Regions from separate parts of the Mus musculus genome. Here region 1 is linked to region 2. The links are chromatin contacts, called in public HiChIP or PLAC-seq maps. All regions are on one chromosome and are shown on one strand. The core of a region is the stretch at or near the end of the contact, and the rest is flanking DNA. Distances in the headings are between cores, read along the strand shown.

Region 1 (4,034 bases), core at 628-3,127, 230 kb before region 2:
GAAAACACAGGGCTGGAGAGATGGCTCAGTGGTTAAAAACACTGGCTGCTCCTGCAGAGTACCCGGACTTGATTACCAGCACCCACATAGTTTACAACTGTCTATAACTCCAGTTCCAGGGGATCCTGGACCCCTCATCTCCATGGGCACCAGGAGCACACATGTGATGTGTACCAATATATATACTTATATACACAAATAATTAAAATTATTATAAAAATAACATCCTTATATATCAACTGGCAAATGGTCACTACCCTAACACCTCCCAGGACACTGACTCCTTAACATAAGCCCCAGGACCTTAACACTTCAGCCACACTCGTAGATGGTCCAGACCATCGGTGCTAACTGTTGAATATCTATGTGTGTTGCTCTCTCAAGAAGAAAAGTCCCTAAGATAGTTTCCAAAACCTTGGGAAGCACTGGGGAGGAAGGCTGGACTTTCTTCCCTTCCCAGCACCTCCCCCGCCCGCCCTCCCCCCCCCCCCCCCGCACACCACCCCCACATCCTGCACTCTGCCAAGCCCCCCACCCCACCCCCCACCCCCCCGCCGGCACACCCCAAGCAGGCTTACCACCCTCCACCTTGCTTTTCTTTTCTTTTCTTTTTTTTTAATTTATGAAACGCTTCACAAATTTACATGCCATCCTTGCAGCAGGGGCCAGGATGTATCATTCCAATTTTAGTATATGTGCTGCCGAAGTGAGCACTCTTTTCTTTTTTTTAATTAAAATTTTCTTTTTGAGAATGTCATACATAAATAGTTTCCTCCCTAATTGGGAGTCCCAGTGCTATTATTAGTTTTGGGTTGGTTTTTTGTTTGTTTGTTTGTTTGTTTAGTTTTTCGAGACAGGGTTTCTCTGTATAGCCCTGGCTGACCTGGAACTCACTTTGTAGACCAGGCTGGCCTCGAACTCAGAAATCCGCCTGCCTCTGCCTCCCGAGTGCTGGGATTAAAGGTGTGCGCCAGGTTGTTTTATTTTTTTAAGTTTTTTGCTCTTTTTGTACTGGGACACAGAGCTACACATCAGCCTCAAAAGGCTAGTTTTTCATATCTAATGCATCACAGAACTCTCTAGAATCTCCCTATTTATACTGCAGTGTCACCTACACACACACATACAGTGAAGTCATACATCTTTACGTGCACAGCACCAAGAAACTAGAAACATCTAACATCCTATCTGTGAGAAATATGGAGAATTCTTACACCACAAATTCAAAAAAGGCAAAGAAAACACAAAACACATATAATTTGGGGTTTCCCATACGTTCCTGGATCAAAAACAACATCTAAGGTTGCTATTTTAAAGCCAAATTAAAGTGTTGATGTATATGTGTGTGTGTGTGTGTGTGTGTTTATGACAGGAAACGTCCCTAACAATAACACTTTATTTCCTGCAAACTACAAATAAATTCCATGCATTCCCATGCTTACTTTGCTCTGGAGCCCAGGGCCACTGACTCAGAGTCCGAGACCTCCTGTGTCATTGAGAAGAAAGTTTCTGTTAGGGCCCTAAGGTCTTTCTCAATGTTTTGAACCACTTAACAAAGAATTTGACAAACTGAGATACGTGAAACCTTAGTCACCAAGGACGGCTTCTACGACCTCAGTCTACAGGTATTTTTACCGAGCCATCCCTGAGTCACCAGGCTCTGTAAAAAACTCCAGTATGATCTTGTTTCACTAACCTTCACATCTTTTCCTAACGGAGCTTGCCGCCGGTGGTCACGTGGTACTGATCCTCTTCCTTTTCGGGGCGCAAGCAGCAGAGATTCAAGGCAGTCCGGTAGCCCGATCCGCACCCACACAAAAGTGTTTGGTAATCGCTAACTAAACAAAGAGGAAACGGCCAGGCCTGAAGCCACATTCCCAAACTGATTCCTCGGAACATTCCTCCTTAGAGGTGCCTGCTGACCCAGGGCGGTGGCTAACCCCCTGCTGTGCACAGGAATCCACCAGGCCCACATCTTACAAGCCTCTCACTCAGCGGTCCCCAAACTTACTGGACACTCCCTTTTCTCTAGCATCGTCATTAACATTCCACCTGTACCTTAGGCCTTGCCTGTCTGGTCAGTTCTGCTGAATTCACAGCCCCAGGTATTGTGGGTAATTATCCCTTGCTTACTCCAGGAGTAGTCAGAAGTCAGGATGTCCGTTTGTTTTTGATGGAGGGGACTGGGCCTCAGGCATGCCTGGCTTTCCTCTACCACCGAACTTCCTACCTGTTAGAATTTATGTCCTTTGGTGGGAAATGCTCAAATCCAAAATCCATTGGTCTGTCACTACCAGTTTTCCAGGGGAGACAGGGTGAGGTAGCCTCGCTTCCTACTCACCTCTTTCCTGGCATTACAGAATATGCCAATTCCTTGGCCTGGCACTTGACCTACATGACTGAGAGCTTACAAACAGGAGTTGCAGTCTGAATTCAGAGTCCAGTCTCCTCTGTTTAATAGACCTTGGGCAAATTGTTTCACCTCTCTGAGCTTCAAGGTTTCTATCTGTGAAACAGAATAAAAGGTACCTGGCTTTTGAAAGAAAGGTTTTTTTCTAGAGCAGATTAAATTGGCTACGTAGCCGGGCAGTGGTGCCACATGCCTTTAATCCCAGCACTTGGGAGGCAGAGGCAGGCTGATTGCAGAGTTCAAGGCCAGCCTGGTCTACAGAGTTCCAGGACAGCCAGGGCTATACAAACCCTGTCTCAAAAAAAAAAAAAAAAAAAAAAAAAAAAAAAAAAAAAGTGGCTATGTAAAGCCTGAAGTATGCTGGCTCTGGGGCACACGCCCTAAGTGCCAAGAGCTGGTTTTCCGGTGCCCTTGGCCCATCTTTAGTTAATACAGCTTTAACACCTGGGACAGAAGACAGAGGAAATGGAAAGTTGGGCTGGAAGGGGAAGAGGGCGCCTGCGGAAGCATTTTACAATGTGAAGTGAGGTCAGAGGCACAGACACAAAGATCAAAGCCTCGCAAAGTAGGAGGTGGGTGTGTCCCAGTCTGAGGAGCCAGGTCCTACCTCCAAAACCTCCCCGCTGCACTAAGCACCCAAGGATGGGACCTCTTCCCTTTCTCCCCTCACAGTCACCAAAGGCCATCGCAACCAAAGGATGAGAGCTGAGGGCAGGCACCGAATGCACTTCCCTAACCACAGAGACAGAGTTAAACATTGTTTTAAAAGGGGTGTGCTCAGCAAGTATTTGTCGAATAAATAAAAGCTTTGCGTGAAGGAGAGTTAAGTATGCCCGTGACTAACTGAGATTAAAGAAGCATTGGGGACTGCCATTTCTCTTCACCCTGAGAGGAAGAGTTAAGTTTATGGTTCAGGACATAATGTCTGCTACTGATAACCAGCTCTGTAGAATGAAAGCAATCATAAACAATATGTAAATGACTAATGCAGCTATGGCCAGTAAAACTATATTTGTTTATATATTTATATAGATGTGTATGTTTGGGTATATATATACATATGTATATATATATGCAAAAATGAATATACATGCAGAATCACACAGAGAGATTCAACGTTTGAATGATCTCATATGTTAAGACTTAGGATTTTGGGGCTGGTGAGATGGCTCAGTGGGTAAGAGCACCCGACTGTTCTTCCGAAGGTCCAGAGTTCAAATTCCAGCAACCACATGGTGGCTCACAACCATCCGTAACAAGATCTGACTCCCTCTTCTGGTGTGTCTGAAACAGCTACAGTGTATATTACATATAATAAGTAAATAAATCTTTAAAAAAAAAAGACTTAGGATTTCTTTTATTTATTTATTTATTTATTTATTTATTTATTTATTTATTTATACTCCAAAATTTATTCCCCTCCTGGCCCACCATCTGACTGTTCCACATCCCATACCTCCTCCCATCCCATCCCTGTCTCCACAAGGATGTCATCCCCCCACTCCCAACCCTGCCTCTCCTGCCTTAGGTTTTTCTAACCACTTAAAAACTTAAGAACCAAGCCGGGTGTGGTGGCACACGCCTTTGATCCCAGCACTTGGGAGGAAGAGGCAGGCGGGGATTT
Region 2 (3,499 bases), core at 316-2,815:
AGATTTTAATTTTGTATTCTATTATAAAAATAACCAGTATAACTACAATCAAAGCCTAAACACTGGTGGGCTGAAGATGTGGCTCAATTATATCTACCTACATGGGGTCTTGGGTTCAATTCCCCGTACCAAGAGAAAATGCCAATGACTTTAAAGACACTGGCTTTCTAGAAGCAGAGTCTTACAGACACATAATGACATGGAATTCTCGGCCTGAGAGCTAACACGCCGGACGTACCTTTTGCTGAAAGGCCTCACGCGCACCGCCACGGTCACCTGACTGTTCTCTACTTTTAAGGAGTCTGGCTCTGTAAAGGTCTTCTGAACTAGACTGTTTTCTTCTGGAGGGAGTGTGCTTTCTCGTGAGCTTTCCCTTTTATTTGCAAAAAGAGAACTTTTGGGCCTCGGTTTAACTCGAGGGCTTGCAATCCTGTTTTTCAGTGTGGATAAAGCTGGGCTTTTCGGTGGAGGCAGGTCATGCCTTGGTGTCCATCTGTGTTCTGGGACACATTTTACCGGGGTCCTCGATTCTGAGCTCGCGCTTCTGAATGTACTGCCATGTTTCGGGATGTCCTTCCCATTGTTTTTCGGTGTGGATAAAGCTGGGCTTTTCGGTGGAGGCGGGTCATGCCTTGGTGTCCATCTGTGTTCTAAAACACATTTCACTGGGGTTCTTGTATCTGAGCTTCCAAATGTACCGACTTGTTTAGCAGTGTCCTTGCCAGCATTCCCACGGTGTGAGTTTCTTCCTCCTGACACTGGGGTATCAGACTTGCTCTCGGTCAGTTGCACCACTAAGTGTCCTGATCTCATAGCTTCAGTCTGACGCTGGGAACCCACAGGCGCTCTACTGTTTGTGTCCTTAACTGTCACCTTTTCATTAGAGGCACCAACGGGAGGACCTGGGTCTTTGCATCTCGTCAACCCGGTGTCGTTGGAGTCTTTCACGGAGACGACAGACGACAGGACACGGGTATCATTATTTACACCCTTTGCTTCTGTCCTCGATGCCTGGGAGGCAGAGTCACTTCCTGGGTTACCTCCCACAGGATTCAATGTCTCCCACTTTCCCACATAATCCGCTCTACCGTGCCGCCGTTGTAACCTAAGACTTGTGTCTGCTGTTCTTCTGTTTCCCAACTCACTTCCAAGTAAAGACGACTCTCTGTCCCCACAAGTAGCCCTTCTCTGGAGGCTCAGTCTCCGGGGGTCAGAGGTAACAGGAGTCTCTCTTGTTTTTTTACAGGCAGAGATAACATAAGTGCTATTTATGTCGATGGTTTTACTTCCAGCATTCACGAATGGATCATGATTCTCACACTCTGACATATCTGCCTTCAAGTGCAGTTCCAGCCGGCTGCTGTGGACGAGGCCACTGGATGCTGAAATCTTCTGTGAAGAAGAAACCTCCAGGCTTCCGATGTTGTGTCTGCTATGCGAAGTGTGTACTGACATCTTGGCAGCAAGCGATTTTTAAGAGGATGTGAAGGATCTAAGCCCTTCAGATCCTTGTCGGGGTGCTGGGCATTTTGTTCTTTTCAGTTTCCAACAAAATATCTGGCCGACTACAAAAAATGAAAAATAAAACGGTTACTACAAACTTTAAAAAGAGAGAGATCTTCCTACTACAGAAGCAAACTCTCAGAGGATGCATTGGACTAAACCACTTCCCACTGCACCTCCACACAGCCTCCTACAATCTCCACCCTCGAAGGACTTCACTTGTTATTCAACAAATATCTACTGAGGGTTCCCTTAGGAGCAAGGCACCCACAGACACTGCAGACTTCAAAGACAGGACCTCCCCATCCTTATTTCCTCAGCTTAGAAGGAGCTTACAGGTGACCTTAATCTCAACAAAGTGATTCAAGAAAGGTCAACACCTGTATGTCAGCATACTTTAAGTGCCCCCAGCTTGGAATCATAGCATCTAGTCTGATTAGTCTGCAGCAAAGTAGGTTTCTGAACACTTGTCAATGTATCCTAAATACAAGAATGCCTACAGAGGAGTTTAACACGATGTCACAAAGGAGGCTACTCTTAAGAAAGTACCACAGACATTATACACTACAAACTGCGTGTGTAGCCAGGTGTGATGGTCCGTGCCTGTGATCCCAGCCTTAGAGAGGCCGAGGTGAGAGACTGGAACTTTCAAGGCCAGCCTGACACTGTCACCGATGCCCACACCCCCTCAAGTTAGACAACTACACTATCTGTCACTTCTTCATTATACAACAAACTAGACAGGCATGCGTTTACACACATATAGGTAAATATAGGCCAACAATATCTGCCAGGCATTATCTAAAACAGAACAGTGCAAATGCCACTCTTCGTCATGCTCCTTAAATGGACGTAAACAACTCTTTAAAATTGAATTCCTGAGTCTACCTTACAAAATGTCACTGATTCAAACTATTTGGACATTGTTACAATCAAGGAACAAATTACCAGAAGCTCATTTTTAAAAGTTTGACAAAGAGACATTGTAGGAAGAAAGAAAGAGTTCGAGTATAAGCATCTCCCGCTAAACTTTCAGTGAAAATACAGAACCCTCCCAATATGAGGTGAAATTAGGGACAATATATCTTTGTCTTAGAAACTAAAAGCCATTTGCTCTTTGCATAGATCAACATGATTTTTGTTTGCAGAATTTCGGCCATCAGATCTCCAAGAGGACTGGAAGGAAGACAAGAGAAGTCGGTCACGACCACAGGCCGAGGCTCCTGGCGACTCTGGCAGTCTTGCCAGGCTGTGACAGTGTACCTGGACCCCTCCAGTTCGCCGCTCCACGCTCCGCGGCGCTGTTCTCGGCTTCCGGGTGGACAGAGCGACGCCCCGCGCCCCTTGCCCGGGACCCTCGGACTAAAGGGGACCGAGCCGCACCACCCACCCAAGCACCCCGGCCTGCTGGGCAAACACCGCAACGCTCTCAGCCCACCGGCTCGCTGGGCGAGCAACCTCAGCGCTCTCAGCTCGGAGGCGCTTCCCACTCCTAAGACCTCGACACTCACCATTCCCGGCACAGGCTCCCGTGGCTGCGGCAATTTGAATGCGCGCCTCGCTTCCTGATTGGTCGCTGGGCGTAGCGTCAAGCGCCGCGCCTTCACTCCTCCCCATCCCCGGAAGTGCAGCTTCTACCGCGAGACACACCCCGCCCTATCTCCTAGGTGACGGCCCGCCCCTCCTCTGGGCGGAATTGGAGCTCAGAGCTTGGAGCTGGGCGGTACCACCAAAGGGGCGGGCACTCACCTGAAGGGTTTTCAGGAGAAGCGACAGTGCCTCATCTATCCGATCCTTTACACGACGATCTGTAGGGAATGACCATGTGCCCCCACGTTAATTATAATAACACTCTGGTATTTCATACTCAAGTCGTTACGTGATGTCGTGGACTAAGTGTTCAGATGAATTAAAGTTTTGTTTTTTAATCCTGAATATTTTAATCAAGTATTAATGTTATGCCAGTCTGTTAATAAACTTGTGAATGATCTGACAA

What was found. HiChIP or PLAC-seq counts read pairs in DNA pulled down with a chosen protein or histone mark.
Region 1: a contact with region 2 is called in an H3K27ac HiChIP or PLAC-seq map of extraembryonic endoderm stem cells. The contact joins the promoter of Platr22 here to the promoter of Kif14 in region 2. A contact is called at or near these places in 1 of 15 datasets of contacts at CTCF or cohesin (the NIH/3T3 cell line), 1 of 484 Hi-C or Micro-C datasets (embryonic stem cells), 4 of 115 datasets of contacts at active chromatin or transcription factors (embryonic stem cells, extraembryonic endoderm stem cells and memory CD8 T cells) and 1 of 9 other capture datasets (liver).

The regions. Positions count from the first base shown.
Region 1 is chr1:136,694,054-136,698,087 of GRCm38.p6, reverse strand. Platr22 (pluripotency associated transcript 22) reads right to left here and starts at 1,877. Exons shown (of 5, transcript NR_037986.1): 1 at 1,697-1,877. It also overlaps the pseudogene Gm24086.
Region 2 is chr1:136,465,914-136,469,412 of GRCm38.p6, reverse strand. It overlaps Kif14 (kinesin family member 14), which reads right to left and starts at 1,565. Exons shown (of 29, transcript NM_001287179.2): 1 at 239-1,565. The coding sequence starts at 1,455.